Linked DNA regions of Mus musculus: region 1 is linked to region 2. A link is a contact called in public HiChIP or PLAC-seq data. All regions are on one chromosome and are shown on one strand. Each heading gives the region's core, a stretch centred on a gene start, on an enhancer-like site or on the middle of the called end of the contact. The rest is flanking DNA. Distances are from core to core; before and after follow the strand shown. Region 1 has its middle 24 kb from the start of Slc2a3. Region 2 holds the start of Eno2 (enolase 2, gamma neuronal).

Region 1 (7,646 bases), core at 5,087-7,586, 2.0 Mb after region 2:
ATTCTGCACCTGAGTGTAGAGCTGGAATAAGCAACACTGACTGGAGCTGGGTATGAGCAGGGCTCAGGAAACAGAGCCGTGGGAAAGAATGTGACAGAGGTCAGGATGTACTACCTGGCCAAGGGTGAGGGGAGCCAAGAAAGACCACTGTGAAGGCTCTGAGATTTATACATTGAAGGGAGAACAATCAAGGGTTGGAGGGCTTGCCCAGCATGCATGAAAGGCGTGGGTCCTGTCCCCCTTGTTATCCCACCTCAGGAGGCAGAGGCAGCTGGATCACTGTGAATTCAAGGTCATCCTAGTCTATATAGGGAATTCCAAACCAGCCTACATAGTGATTCCTCCATCTCAAATAAAACAACAAAAGATACAAGGGTGTGCCTAAGGGAAGTATTCTTAGCCTTTGTTTTAGGGAGGTTTCCTTATGTATGTGTCAAAAGGCCAGAGGCCAGCAAAGGGAGATGGAGGAGGGTACAGAAATGAAACCCAGGCCCTAATCACAAGTTGCCCTTTCCTTGGAAACGGGCAGAGCTCAGGTATGGGGCGTGGATACACACTTCCTAGGAACTGACTTTTTAGCCTGCATCTATCTTGAGCTGCTTTCTGCAGGGTCCAGCAGCGTCCTCTGTGTCTGGTGGTCAAAGTCCTGATCATCTCCCATACACTCCTGGCCCAGTCGGCCTTCATCTCCATTATGCTGCTGTGTTCTCACTGTGGGCAGCGTCTCTATCCAGTTGTGTAAGTTAATTTGTTGTGACATCTCGTCACTTCTGAGTCTTACTCTCATCCGTGTCACAGACCATTGCTGCCAGGGTCTTTTACTCTCTGCAGTCTTCCCCATTTGGCTTCTGGTTTTCTCTGTCAGCTGGCTTACTGTGACATCACTATCTCCATGGCAACTCCTCTCTGGAGAAGAGAAGGGGGCATGGGAAGAAGAGTGGGCTAGAAAAGATGAGCAAGAGAAGCTGGTCTGGAGACGACAGTTTGGATTGAGTCCTGGAACGGAGTTAAAACTAAGTCTGTTGATTACATCCATATTACACACAACCCAGGGGACAGGCCCTGCTCAAAAACTCATTCAACAAGTCCTGTTTCTTTCTCAGTTTCTCGGGTGGTTGTTCTTTTTCTATTTTTTTTTTAAGGCATATACGTAATTTATTGTGTGTGTAAGCCTGTATGTAGCACGCATATGGTATGAGTGTGAAGGCTTGCAGGAGTCTGGGTCTCTCCTTCCACCATGTGGGGCCCCAAGGATCGAACTGGTATCGTTAGGCTTGGCGGCAAGCGCCATTTATCTTGTGAACCATTTCTGATATACCTTAAAGTAAATGATCCTCTCTTAAGTTTTGTGAGGTTTTCCTTTTGATACATTTTTTTTTTCTCTAATGGTTTTAGACAACCACAATTTAAGCAATTCATGAGGTACATTTGAAATGACCTTAGAAAAGGAAAAAAATAAAAACTGGATTTAATTCTCAAGCACTACAGAAAAAGAAGCCAAAGCAGGCAGTGAAGATGGAAGCATTGCCAAGCAACCAGGAAGCAGGCAGTGAAGACGGAAGCCAAGCAACCAGGAAGATCTCCACTCCCGCTTAGGACCAGAAAGAGATTTTAATTAGAGCAAAAGCTTTTTTACCAAGAGTAAGATCTGCTTCATGTGGGAGGAGTACTTGGCTGAGAGCTTCTTTGTCTGATTTTAGTTTTCCCAGACAGGGTCTCTCTTGTGTAGCCCAGGCTGTCCTGGAACTGTGTAGACCAGGTTAGTCTGGAACTCATAGATCTGCCTGTCTCCACTGGGACATAAAGTATGCACCACTGTGCCTGGCTTCTGCCTAGAGAGCTCTTTAAAGCCACACAAGGGCTGCACGTCTGTAAGGGAAAGTCGCTAAGTCGTTTGTCCTCAGACTTGGGCTCCATTTCCCGCTCCTTTATGCCAACCTGGTAAATTTGCCTGTCACAAACCACCGAATTCCACTGAATTTGATTCTGAAGTCTGAAGAATGGAATGCTTGAGTTTGCCTTTCTAATTGGCTCCCTAAAGCAGGATTTGAGTAGCAGCAGGTGAGATGCCCCCTGTCTCTATGCATACTAACAATTCGTGCAGAGCATAAATGTGTGGATTAATCAATGAGTCTCATGCACACAATCAGGTTTTCAGGGGTGTTTGCTTGGTTGGTTTGGTTTGAGACAAAGTCTAACCTTGTAACTAGGCTGGCTTCAAACCCATGCCCCTCACCTTCAAGAGACAGTACTGGCATTACAGGCACGCACCACCAGCTTCCCTTTGGGTTTTTATATGTAAGCCTTGCACCTCTTTGGTCACTGTCCCTGTGTAGAGTGACCAACTGTCCAGTTTTGCCCAGTGACTTTTAGTACTAAAATAGCATAGTCCTGCACAAAGCAGATGGTTGGGTGGCCTGGCCATTGGCACAAGGCAGAGAAAAGGCTCAGCACTGAAGAGCGCGTCTAATTCCCGGATACTTTCTTCTGGCCTCCTCGGGCAGCTGCATGGTACACAAAACTCACACAGGCACATACATTAAAAAAGGAAGGAAGGAAGGGAGGGAGGAAGGGAGGGAGAGAGAGAGAGAGAGAGAGAGAGAGAGAGAGAGAGAGAGAGAGAGAGAGAGAGAGAGAGGGAGAGAGAGAGAGAACCAGCTAAGCAAGGGCTGTTTGTGCTGTGCTGTGTGTGTGTGTGTGTGTGTGTGTGTGTGTGTGTGTGTGTGTGGTGCACACTAGGTGCATGACTTTAATCCAGTACTCTGGAGGCAGAGGTAGGCAGACTGCTGTGAGTTACAGGCCAGCTCGGGCTACACAGTAAGACTGACAAAAAAACAAAACAAAACAGAACAGTGCATACATATAATCTGTAGTTTGCTTATTTCTGTTCAGGATTTATTATTCGGTCTGGGAGAGTAGCTCAGTAGTAAACTGCTTGCCTAACATGTGGATGCTTGGGTTTGATCCCCAGTGCTGCAAAGCAGTCAAAGAGGAGAAGGAAAAAGACATTATTTATTAACAAAGAATAGTGATTTCGCCAGGTGGTGGTGATGCACGCCTTTCTCAGGAGACAGAGGCAGTTGGACCTCTGAGTTTGAGCCCAGCTTGGTCTATAGAGAAAGTTCCAGGACAGCCAGGGCTGCATAGAGAAACCCTGTCTGGGGGGGGGGGGGGGGGGAGCAATTTAGCGATCTTACTTAAGGAGAAAACATTTTACAGGTGACCAGAAAATATATATGTTGTTCAAAAGGCCCAGCAGTGTCTACCCTGGAGGCTGAGAGGATCACTCCCTAATGTGCTTACACAGCATACACGTCTCTGTGTTCAATTCCCAGTACTGCACAGATCAATAATAATGATAATAATGTGTATGTCTATGGAAGAATGAATACACTTAGGTATATCCATGAGTAGGATGCTAGGATCGATAAACTATAGTCTGGACCTGGCACAGGAAGGGGAGGTGGGGTGTTGCAATGTTCTAGAATCCATGTCTTGATCCATCCATCCAGCTGTACAACTTGCAATAGTGCATATTTACCTCCATCGGTGCATGTGTAGTTCAGTAACCACCAGCAAAGTACCTGTCCTGAAAGTTTTATTCCAACAGAACAGCTCCAGGACTATTAAAGACTTCTGGGGGTGGGGGTGGGAGGAATGGGGATTTGCTGGGGAGAACCTGGAAGGGGGATAACATTTGAAATGTAAATAAGGGCTGGTGAGATGGCTCAGTGGGTAAGAGCACCCGACTGCTCTTCTGAAGGTCAGGAGTTCAAATCCCAGCAACCACATGGTGGCTCACAACCACCCGTAATGAGATCTGATGCCCTCTTCTGGTGTGTCTGAAGACAGCTACAGTGTACTTACATATAATAAATAAATAAATCTTAAAAAAAAAAAGAAATGTAAATAAATAAAATAACCAATAAAAAAAAAAGGACTTCTGTGACTGGCCTTCTAAGGAGAGGCTGTAACTGTCCCTCCTTAGAAAGGTGTTGAGCTATCTCCACCTGTTGAGTAATGGGTCAGCAAGAGGAAGTAAAAACCCTTTGTCACAGGTTCAGGAAAAGGGCCTGGTGCTTTGCAACAACATTGCAACAAGGGTAGCATGTTGTTGTCCTCCTCTCTGTCTGTCTGTCTTACTGTAAAACTATGGCTGCCCTGCCTGATACTCACGTGCAGACCAGGCTGACCTTGAACCTACAGCTTTGAACACTCCTGTCTCTGCTTCCCAGGTGTTGATAGGCAAATCTTGAAATGCCCTTCCTACGAGTCATCTTTGTGTCCTTCTCTTAGATTGTTTTTCCTAAACACACACACACACACACACACACACACACACACACACACACACACACACACCAGACACACCACACCAGACACACACCACACCCTCTGTGGGAGGACAAATCTACTGTTCTCAGCTCCCATCTTTCATTAGGCTCAATGGTCCGAGTTTACATTTTCTTTTATGAGTCTATTGCAGGAATTCACATCCTGTCTGCCCAAAGGCAGCCTTCCAGTCGCTTTTACAACCACACCATGAGACTTGGAGTGCCTGGTTTTTAAAACAGAGCCTTTAATGTCTGTGCCCCACCCCCACCCCCCAATTCTTCGGAAAATTCCTTTCAGTCCCACCTGGCTTTCTACTCAGCTGCAATTGAGTCTTTAAGTGCTTCTTTTCCCTGCAGCTTTCCTCAGGAAGGAAAAAAGAAAAAGAGAAAGAAAGAAAGAGAGAGAGAGAGAGAGAGAGAGAAAACAATTACCTCTCAGAAAGGATTAGTCAGTGAATCCAGTTGTCTTGGTGGGGGCTGGGGGGGGGGAGCATCCAAATACTGCGCAGAGATGAAAAATAAGTTTAACTCGTTCCCCATTTTAACTGTGTACGGTCCATAAGAAATACCTCCTATCTGCTAATATATGAAAAAGTAACTGAGAAAAATGTCACAGGAAGACATTTACATCTTAAACCTGGTTCTTTTTTTCCTTGTTCTAATTTTTCAAGGCAGGGTCTCAAGATGTAGCTTTGGATATCCTGCAATTCACCACATAGACCTAGTTGACCTCTAACTCACTGATCCTCCTGCCTCTTCTCCAGAGTGCTGGGATTAAATGTTTGTGTCAATCCGACCAGCTTCCTGATACATTTTAAAAGATATAAGGAAGCAAAATTGAAGGAAAATTGGATTTATGTACGACTTGTCCAAAACAGAGAATGATGCCTAGTTTTTCTCCGCCATTTCTGTAACAGGTGTAAATTTTACAGAAGTGATGAAACAAAGGCCAGGAAATAAGGGTATGATAAAGTTGTCAGATCCCTGTGAAATCTTTCCCGGTAGGCAAAGTGCCCCGTCCTAACCCCCACCCCACCCCCACCACCGTCCCTTAACCCTCCTCACCAGGGGATCTGCACCCCACCTCCACCCTCAAACGCTTGGGAGTCCTGGGGAAATTTTAATTCTTTGGTCCATTGTTTGAATAGGTTGATAGCTAAGGGGAGGAGCTGGTGTCTCTCCCAGATTATCTCCTCCTGCTGGGTCCGTTACAAAAGCCTACAGTCGCTCGAATGCCACCGAACAATGACCGGGTAACCTCAGTGAGAGCATGCTGCAGGAGAATGTTCTAAGAGTAAATTTGCACTCTGATGATTGCAGTGGGGTGGCACGGAGACAGGAGACTGCAGGCATCAAAAATTAGTCATCTACCCGAACAGCTGGAATGGGTGAACGCTTTTGCACGCGTAGTATATGTAAAGCTGACTGAAATAAAAAGAAGCAGGCAGCGTGGGAAACGTGAGCGACCTGGTGTGCTGCACGACGAAGCCGAATGGCCTGCGGCAAAATAGATGGACAGGTGGGGAGACTGCCGGGCGCAGGTGGGGCATTCGCCCTCGCCCTCGAGGCAGACTCTGGCGTAACCTGCTGCTCCACAGAGATGCCTCGGATTCCTGACAACTGCACTTTCTCAGCCCCATCCGGTGGGCGCTGGCCGACCCCGCCCGGCAGAAGGGACGTGCGTATTGGCACGGCGCCCGGCAGCCCCCGCGGTCCCTGAGTCGCTTGGATCTGCCTCCCCAGCTCGCTGACTCATTCGCGCATCCTGCAGTGTTCCGCTCCTTCCCTTGGTCCTCACGTTCCCTTGACGTTTTTGGTTGACTTGTCGGGAGGAGGCGGGGGTGGGGGTATTAAAAAGAAAGAAACGGACTGGGAAAGGCGGAGGGTGAATTTAGAAGTAAAAGGTAGGGTGGGCTGCAGACCACCAGGAAGAAGGAAAGGGTGGGCCTGGGAAGGATCAGATGTGTGTGAGCATGCGCAGAGCGTTGGGTCACCCTGCACCATCCGCAGCGAACTGCGCCACTGTGGCACGATCGACGACCGACGGAAAAGAACAGCCCTGCACATTAGGGCTATACATTTTGTGCTACTTGCTATTTAGGCGTGCGTCGGGGTCGAAATAAGCAGAAGAAAGTAGAAATAAGGGCTTTCTGGTGCCTGCCTCGCCGTCCTAACATCCGCCGTACTCTACCTTTCTCTGTGCCCCAAACCAAGGAAGCACGTGAACGCTGCTTGCATGCATTTAACCCTTAATGACATTTTAGGACTTTGGATAGACATGTTCTTCATAACACCAGTCGCGGGACATAATCTGATGTGTTGTAAATTGGCATTAGAAAATCTAAGCATGTTATCCTTTAAACACATCTTGAGCTGGGATGTTTAACCTAAGTGCTTCAGTCTCTGACCCTCACTTCTCCAGCCTGAAAAGGGAATATTACCCATGAGAAAATGAGGAACTCCCTGCTGAGTCTGTTGGCCTTGGCCCATGCTCAACAGTTATCTCCCTACATTGGTCTTTGGTTGGGTCTATGCAGACTGTTTGCTACCTTTTAAGCGCGCGCGCGGGGGGAAGGAGGTGTTCACAAAAAATGACTAAGGTGGGTGTAAAGAAAACCTAAGGACAATTCATCAACTAATCTTCAGCCACCTCTCCTCCAGTCCCAGTTTTTCCCTCACTAATGACATGGATGACAGCAGTATACTCAAAGTGACTTCCTCTCAGTGCTTACTCTCCAGTAAAATCTAAAGCTGCCTGCAGGCCCCGGGGGAACCTGGAAAACCAGCCTCTAGGCCCAGTGCCCTTAAGTAGGGCACTCTCACGGTGGCACTCCCGTGGATTCCTGTTACATGAAATGAAAGATATTGAGAGAGAGACTGAGACTGAGAAAGACTTTCCTGTTGAGTACGGTCGGTTGTCAGTCTTGGCTGGACCATTTTTTCATTCACAGGAAGTCCTCAGAGTTTCCCCGCTCAGAGGCATGTTCTTTGTCTCCAGCCTCTGCTACCACAGACAGTGCCTCCTTCCTTCTTCTGATCCCAGCCAATGACTGTGATCTCACAGCTTTAAGGTCCCATTTCATTTGCCTCATCTACAGTAAAACTCGGGAGTTGGTAACTTTTACTGCAAAGGGTCAGATTATGTAAGTGTTTTAGGGTTTGTGGACCACAGTGTCCCAAGAGCCTTGTTGCCTCACTGGCCTCTCTCTGTGGCCTCTCCATCTCCTCTGACCTGAGAGGCTCTCCAAACAGCCTGGGAATAGGGCCCTCACTGAGTACCAGGGGGGTGGCTCCTTTCCTGGAACTCGGTAT
Region 2 (7,331 bases), core at 1,310-3,809:
AAAAAAAAAAGAAAAGAAAAGAAAAGAAAAGAAAGAGAAAAAGAAAAGAAAGAAAGAGAGAAAGAAAAAGAAGGAAGGAAGGAAGAAATAAACTTCAAGTCTGGGTGTGGTAGCACATGCCCATAATCCTAGGATTTGGGAGTTAAAGGCAGGATTGTTGCAAGTTTGAGGCGGGGAGGGGCAGATCCATATAGTGAGCAGGTCTGTATCAACCAGGGATACATAGTGAGACTCTGTCAACATCAACAACAAATAAACAGTAACAGCCACAGAAAGAACCAGATGTGGTGGCTCATGCCTGTAATTCCAGCAGTCAGGAGGCTGAAGCAGGAGGATCTCTGTGAGTTTGAGGCCAACCTGGGCTGCAGAGTCAGACTCTGTCATCTGTCACCCCCTCCTACACACACTCTCGCGCGCACGCACACGTGCACACACACACACACACACACACACACACACACACACACACACACACACACACACACACACAGGACCGGAGGGAGTTTTCTCTAAGCTCCTGTTTCTGATGGACAATTCTTTAATTGTTTTCTGTGGTTCTATCCATCAAACCTAGGGCCTTGTGCATGCGAAATACGTACTTGATCAGTGAGCCTAACAAAATGCCAGCAGAGCTCAAAGTGGCCCAGAGCATCTATGAAGATCAGTCTGGGATGCTTAGGAGTGGATTCATAAATGCTTGAAAGCAGGAACACGGCCATCCCAATGCAGAGTTCTAGAAAGAAGTACATTAGAAGACTTTTTACTCAAGCTGGGAGGCCCAATCCATCCCTAGCTCTCCGTTCCTTCCCCAAGGAAGCGCCCCCACCCCATAGCACCCCACTCTTGGGCCCCGGCTCCTCCTCTGCTCACCTGATCCTTCCAACCCCTGACACAAAATGTTTGCTCCCACAAGGGACATCTGCCCCTCTTCTCCGAATACAAGCTGGGATGAGGCCTAGCTTTGCTGCTCCAACTTTTTTGTTTTGGTTTGTTTTTCGAGACAGGGTTTCTCTGTGTAGCCCTGGCTGTCCTGGAACTCACTCTGTAGCCCAGGCTGGCCTCGAACTCAGCAATCCACCTGCCTCTGCCTCCCAAGTGCTGGGATTAAAGGTATATGCCACCACTGCTAGGCCCCAAAGATGACACATCACATGGCATTTAGGGATTCTGTGAAGCATAGGGATTAGGGAAATGCATCCAGCCAAGTCCTCTTCAACCATCATTGCTACCGGTCCTCAACCATCATTGCTTTCGGGGAGCCCAGAGTTGCTTCCTCTTACAAAGGCAGCCCAATTCCTAGCTGACAATCAAAGCCCATTTTCCTGAGAGTTAACCCCTCCCCAACCCCATCCACAGGAGCAATATGATTAGTGATCTGGCAGAGCTGGCCAAACTGCGGGACCTGCCCAAACTTCGAGCCCTGGTGCTGCTGGACAACCCATGTGCGGATGAGACCGACTACCGCCAGGAGGCCCTGGTGCAGATGGCGCACCTTGAGCGCCTGGACAAAGAATTCTATGAGGATGATGACCGGGCAGAGGCCGAGGAGATCCGTCAGAGGCTGAAGGAGGAACAGGATCAAGATCTCGATCCGGACCAGGACATGGAACCGTACTTGCCACCAGTTTAGTGGCTCTTCCAGCCTGCAGGGACAGTAAAGGTGATGCCAGGAAGACAGCCCCAGGAGGTCAAAGGCTGGGCACACGGGACGAGAGGCCAGAGTTAGGGGCTGGAGATAGCTTAGATATGAAGGAAAGATGAGAGGGGCCCAGAAAGTGATAAGACACGCAGGAGACCACAGTAGAGAGAAGAACTAATTGGGGGTGGGGGTGGGGTGAAGACCGCTGTATAGCTGGTAGAGACGACTGGTGGGAAGGAGCTCAGGAGGGAAAGAGGTGGCCGGTGGTGCGTGGAGGATGTAGCTGGGCCAGGGAAAAGATCCTGCACTCAAAATCTGAAGCTAAAAATAACAGGACACCAGGGTGGGGAGGCGAAAGGAGGGCAGAGTGAGGCAGAGACTGAGAGGCCTGGGGCACACGATTGATTTATTTCTCTTCTCTCTTTCCAGGAAGCCATGGACACTGGCCCCAAGAACTGATAAGACTCCAGTGGGGGACCACCACATTCATAGCCCCGTCACAGGAAGTGGGAGATGCTCCTTTTTGTCCCAGACTGGAAATCCATCACATCCCAAGGCTCCTTGGCAGTCATCTGTCTGTGTGGCTTGTTCTGTGGGCCTGAACTCCTAAGCACAGGTCGGGGGTAAAACTAGGATGCTAGTAGGTGTTGTCTATAGAGAGGCGCTGAGGAAGTGAGCTGTGATGGGCCAGTTGAGGTTTCAAATAAAAAGGCATTTTTTTATATTTTTGTGTGTGACCGAGTTCCTGAACCCCTGTGGGTGGGCTTTTCCACCCGTCTGGGTTAGTACCTGCCGCAGTACTGGAATGAGGCGACGCCTGTTTCCCTCGAGTTGGCTGGACATGGGTTATGAGCATCCGTGTGCTTAAGGGGTTGCCAGCCTGGTCCTGGATCGCCCCAGCCCTTCCCCCACCCGTTCCGTTCCCCACCACCACCCGCGCTCGTACATGCGTCTCCGCCTGCAGCTCTTGACTCATCGGGGCCCCCGGGTCACATGCGCCCTCCCGGCTCTATAGGCGCCGCCCCCTGCCCACCCCCCGCCCGCGCTGGGAGCCGCAGCCACCGCCACTCCTGCTCTCTCTGCGCCGCCGCCGTCACCACCGCCACTGCCACCGCCACCGCCGCCAACGCCACCGACTGAGTCTGCAGTCCTCGAGGTGAGGCCCGTATCGGGCCGCATCCCCTTACTCGCTCCTTGCCGCCTCCACTCCCCGTTGTCCTGGGCTTAGCGACCCGGGCGGGTGACGCTGCATACCTGACTGTCACCTGCCTTCCCTGGCACCCTCCATCTCTGGCCTTCCCGGACAGCTCCCGGCTTTCTGGCTGTCACCTCCTCCTGGTTTAGGTACCAGCTTTCTGCATCCGCTTCTCTAACTGCACGGTTCCACCCTCGCCTGCCCCTCTCCCCGCGCCGGTATTCGTCTAGGGTCCTGCCGATTTGTTTCCTAAGTTCGATGTCTCCACAGGAGATGGTTGTTATCCTGGCACGTCCTTTTTTTCTTTTGCGTTTGCGAAGATACCCTCTCACCCTTCCTTGACTGCCTCAGACTTGCTCTAGACTCGTCCTTTGGTCCCTCCTTCTCTTCCCCTCTCTCTGACATTTCATTTTCTCCGATGTTTGGGGGAGGGATAGGAGGAGTGGGGAATTTGTCCGGGGGTAGAAAAGCGATGGGTCTACCTCATCATTCCCCACCGTAGCCTCTAGGGACTGGAGGCCTGGTCCCAGGACGCTGTCCCCAGACTCCTCTTGAAATGAGGAACTCGTGTTTGGGAGAGAGGTGACGACCCCGGAGTGTTTTCTAGACCTTGTGTATATGGGCTGTCAAGTTGGGGATCCACCTGCCCAGACAACCCCTCTTCTTTCTGTTCCAAGATCCAAGGGAAAAAATGCCAGTCTGGCAGCCATCCCGCCTGGGGAAGTCTAGGGGAACCCCACTGGTCGGTGAAGCTGCTGAGGGGCGAAGAAATCGCTGCTTGCCCCTCCCCTCATCACTGCGGTGTTCTCCCATCTTGTCATGAGATGTACTCCGCCCCTACTGCAGTGACCTCCCCTTCCTCACTGCATTGACCTTCTCCTCTCTCCACGGGGAAGGGAGAACCCCTTCTACAGTGCCTGATTGCAGCCCGCTCCTCCCCACCCCCTACCCACTGCAGTAACCTCTTTGCCAGCCCTCCCAGCCTCTGGCCCCTCCCACTGGCCTCAGGCTCCACCCTTCTAAGCCTCTTATCTTTCTCCTTCCTCCACTTCCACCCAAGGAGATCCCAGCCATCATGTCTATAGAGAAGATTTGGGCCCGAGAGATCTTGGACTCCCGTGGGAATCCCACCGTGGAGGTGGATCTCTATACTGCCAAAGGTGATGGGCAGAGCATGGACTGTCCTTAGCTCCTACTTCCCCCTATGCTGGGTCAAATCCAGGGGCTGTGGGGTGCTAGGCCAGGTTCCCAAGGCTGGATTGTGGAGTCTGATCTTCCTTGGCTCGTGGATTCAGGCTCGGTGAGTCTATGTTCTAGTTCAGCGTGAGAAAGGCCCTGCCAGTGTGAGCACAGGAGCACGCATGCTCTGCCTAGCATAGCCCTGTTTCTGAGGCCTCCCACTTGTGCTTATGAGGCCTCAGTTGGGCGGACAAGGTGGCCCGGCTCGTGCAGATGGCACGGTGTCTGTGAGAGTGCATGTATCTGTGTGTAGTGTCAGGGAACCTTGTGGATGTGGCAGGCAAGAGTTTAGACTAGAAGGCTCAGAGAATCCTAGGCCCCAAAGGGTCCTCCCTCCTTCCTCACGGCATGTCTTCTTCCAGGTCTTTTCCGGGCTGCAGTCCCCAGTGGAGCCTCCACCGGCATCTATGAGGCCCTGGAACTAAGGGATGGGGACAAACAGCGTTACTTAGGCAAAGGTGATGAACTGCTCTCCTCTCCTAACATGCCCCAGTCCCCTGTCCCTCCTCACTCTCCACCCCCTCCTCCTGGCTTGACCAGCCCCCTTTTCCTTTCTCTAGGTGTCCTGAAGGCAGTGGACCACATCAACAGCAGGATTGCACCAGCCCTCATCAGCTCAGTGAGGCCCGCTCTTTTGGGGGTGGGGGGTGGGGGTGGTGGCTGCTACGACAGAATCCTAGGAGAAATCTTGGATCCAGGGATGGACAAGGGGAGGCAAAACAAACAAACAAGCAAGCAAAAACCAACAACCCACAATCCCCCCAAACCCCACCCCCCATTCCTTTTTTTTTTTTTCAGAGCTGAGGACGAAACCCAGGGCCTTGTGCTCTACCACTGAGTTAAATCCCCAACCCCAACCCCCCACTCTTTAGGAATTGTTTTTACACTGCAAGGGTGGGAAAAATACTGCTTACTGCCCCCAACTCCCCCGCACGAACTCAAGATTCCAAAAGCTGACAGGGCAGGGATCTGGTGGTCCCCTGCTCAGACATGAGGCTATGTGAATAGGGGACCCTCTGCCTTTGGGTTCATCTCCCATCTTGGCTCTGCCCTCAGGGTATCTCCGTGGTGGAGCAGGAGAAACTGGACAACCTGATGTTGGAACTGGATGGGACTGAGAATAAATGTAAGCAGGGGCTGGGCGGGGAGGGATAGGTAAGCAGGAGGACTGAGGAGCCATGCTGGGGACACTTAGACTGTCAGAGACTCCCCTCCTCCCTCACCCAAAGCCGCACGGCAGTGGGAGGGGGTGACATTAGACAGAAGGAAGAACTTCTCAAAGCTTGAAGACAGGAGTTGGCATGAGGTAGTCTAAGGGATGTTTAGGAAGAGGCGAGGCCTTCCCTTTCTTGTCACCTCTGTCCCCAACCCCCAACATTAGTAGTAGAAAATGAATTGCTGTTGGGGGGCGGGAGTGGGAGGTCTCCTAGGTGGAGGCAGGGGCTACAAGAGAGGTGGACATTTTTACTCAGTGCCTTCCTCTGTGCCTCCCAGCCAAGTTTGGGGCCAATGCCATCCTGGGTGTGTCCCTGGCCGTGTGTAAGGCTGGGGCAGCTGAGAGGGACTTGCCCCTCTATCGCCACATTGCTCAGCTAGCTGGGAACTCCGACCTCATCCTGCCTGTGCCGGTGAGCACTGTACTTGCCCAGCCTCTCCCAGGGGAGGAGGGAGCATGCAACCAGGTGAGGGATGAGGGAGGAAGGTGAACAGGCAGCTAAGGTGAAAGGATGGGAACTTGAGACCTGAGCCTGGCACCTGCGCATCTCAGGTTGGCATTCTCAGGGGCAGGAGGAAAAGGCTCTGACTCTCCTGTAACTCTGTGACTCCCCAGGCCTTTAATGTGATCAATGGTGGCTCTCATGCTGGGAACAAGTTGGCCATGCAGGAGTTCATGATCCTCCCAGTGGGTGCTGAGAGCTTTCGGGATGCCATGCGACTTGGGGCAGAGGTGTACCACACCCTCAAGGGGGTCATCAAGGACAAGTATGGCAAGGATGCCACTAACGTGGGGGATGAAGGCGGCTTTGCCCCCAATATCCTGGAGAACAGCGAAGGTGAGGCCCAGAGCCCTTCCTCCAGCTCTGAGTCTCACGATGGGAAAGCTGGCACTGGCGGGTCCTGCAGGGTACTGGTGGGAGGTCCTTGAGCCACTGAAAATCTTAAGAGGTAGCAAGCATTCCCTAGGGTGGGTTCCCAGGCCTTCCAATTTCACTCATAGACCTTGGAGCTCGGTCTGTTACCTGCCCATCCAAACCTGTTAGTTAGCATAGGTCCTCACTGGACGGCTGAGAATATTGGTAAGTGGTCTGGGTAAAGCCCATTTCATCCTTTAATGCCACGGTCTTCATTAGATGACGTACACCATGCTCCAGGGAGGTAATTCCATATTGGTACCATCCCCTTCCCAGCCCCTTGGGTATCAAGGATTCCTATATTTCCTGTGCTGCAGGAGAACCAGAACTATAAAGGTAGTGGTTAAAAGCCAAGGTACTAGCCAGGCAGTGGTGGCGCATGCCTTTAATCCCAGCATGTGGGAGGCAGAGGCAGAAGAATCTCTGAGTTCAAGACCAGCCTGGTCTACAGAGTGAGTTCCAGGACAGCCAGGGCTACACAGTGAAAGCTGTATTGAAAACAAACAAACAAACAAATAAAAAGTGAAAGTACTAGGTAGGGGTGTGGCTCAGAGGTAGAGCACCTGCTCAGCCTGTTTGAGGCCACCACACCACATCCAAATTTATGCACATACATGTAAGTGCACACGTATTCATATACATTCATGCAGACTCTGGAATCAGACTACTTGTATTTATTTGAATTCTGAAGAGTTATTGGCTGGGATCTCCAACACTTGGGAGTCTGAAGCATAAGGGTTGCCATGAGCTTAGAGCCTGGGCTACTTGAAACCCCGTCTAAAAAGAGAAAAGATAATAATAATAATAATAATAATAATAATAATAATAATAATAATAATTATTATTATTATTATTATTATTGTTAGGGGGCTGGAGAGATGGCTTAGTGGTTAAGAGCACCGACTGCTCTTCTGAAGGTCCTGAGTTCAAATCCCAGCAATCACATGGTGGCTCACAACCATTCATAATGAGATCTGATGCCCTTTTCTGGTGCATCTCAAGACAGCTACAGTGTACTTAGATATAATAATAAATAAATTAAAAAATAATTAATAATAATAAAAAGAAAAGAATAATGATAATAATAAAGACACAGAAGTGGTCTTTTTAAGAGCCAAGCATTTGA

What was found. HiChIP or PLAC-seq counts read pairs in DNA pulled down with a chosen protein or histone mark.
Region 1: a contact with region 2 is called in an H3K27ac HiChIP or PLAC-seq map of embryonic stem cells, with 5 times the contacts expected there. The contact joins the enhancer-like site here to the promoter of Eno2 in region 2. A contact is called at or near these places in 4 of 39 promoter capture datasets (cranial neural crest, embryonic stem cells and pre-B cells) and 7 of 115 datasets of contacts at active chromatin or transcription factors (astrocytes, embryonic stem cells, extraembryonic endoderm stem cells and 1 more).

What each region holds. Positions count from the first base shown.
Region 1 is chr6:122,763,196-122,770,841 of GRCm38.p6, reverse strand. It overlaps a transcript of Slc2a3 not described here. Among named protein-coding and RNA genes, the nearest start is that of Slc2a3, 24 kb to the right of the region's middle. RefSeq lists an enhancer at 3,951-6,813. Within about 2 kb of position 6,336, at least 236 of the 459 cell types and tissues checked have an H3K27ac peak or open chromatin away from gene starts, as enhancers often do. A contact at or near this core is called in embryonic stem cells, extraembryonic endoderm stem cells and pancreatic cancer cells, where this site is marked.
Region 2 is chr6:124,764,901-124,772,231 of GRCm38.p6, reverse strand. It overlaps Eno2 (enolase 2, gamma neuronal), which reads left to right and starts at 2,559. Exons shown (of 12, transcript NM_013509.3): 1 at 2,559-2,795; 2 at 3,895-3,994; 3 at 4,436-4,531; 4 at 4,634-4,692; 5 at 5,130-5,199; 6 at 5,568-5,701; 7 at 5,905-6,127. The coding sequence starts at 3,910. Lrrc23 (leucine rich repeat containing 23) reads left to right here. Exons shown (of 8, transcript NM_001302555.1): 7 at 1,357-1,660; 8 at 2,069-2,363. The coding sequence ends at 1,630.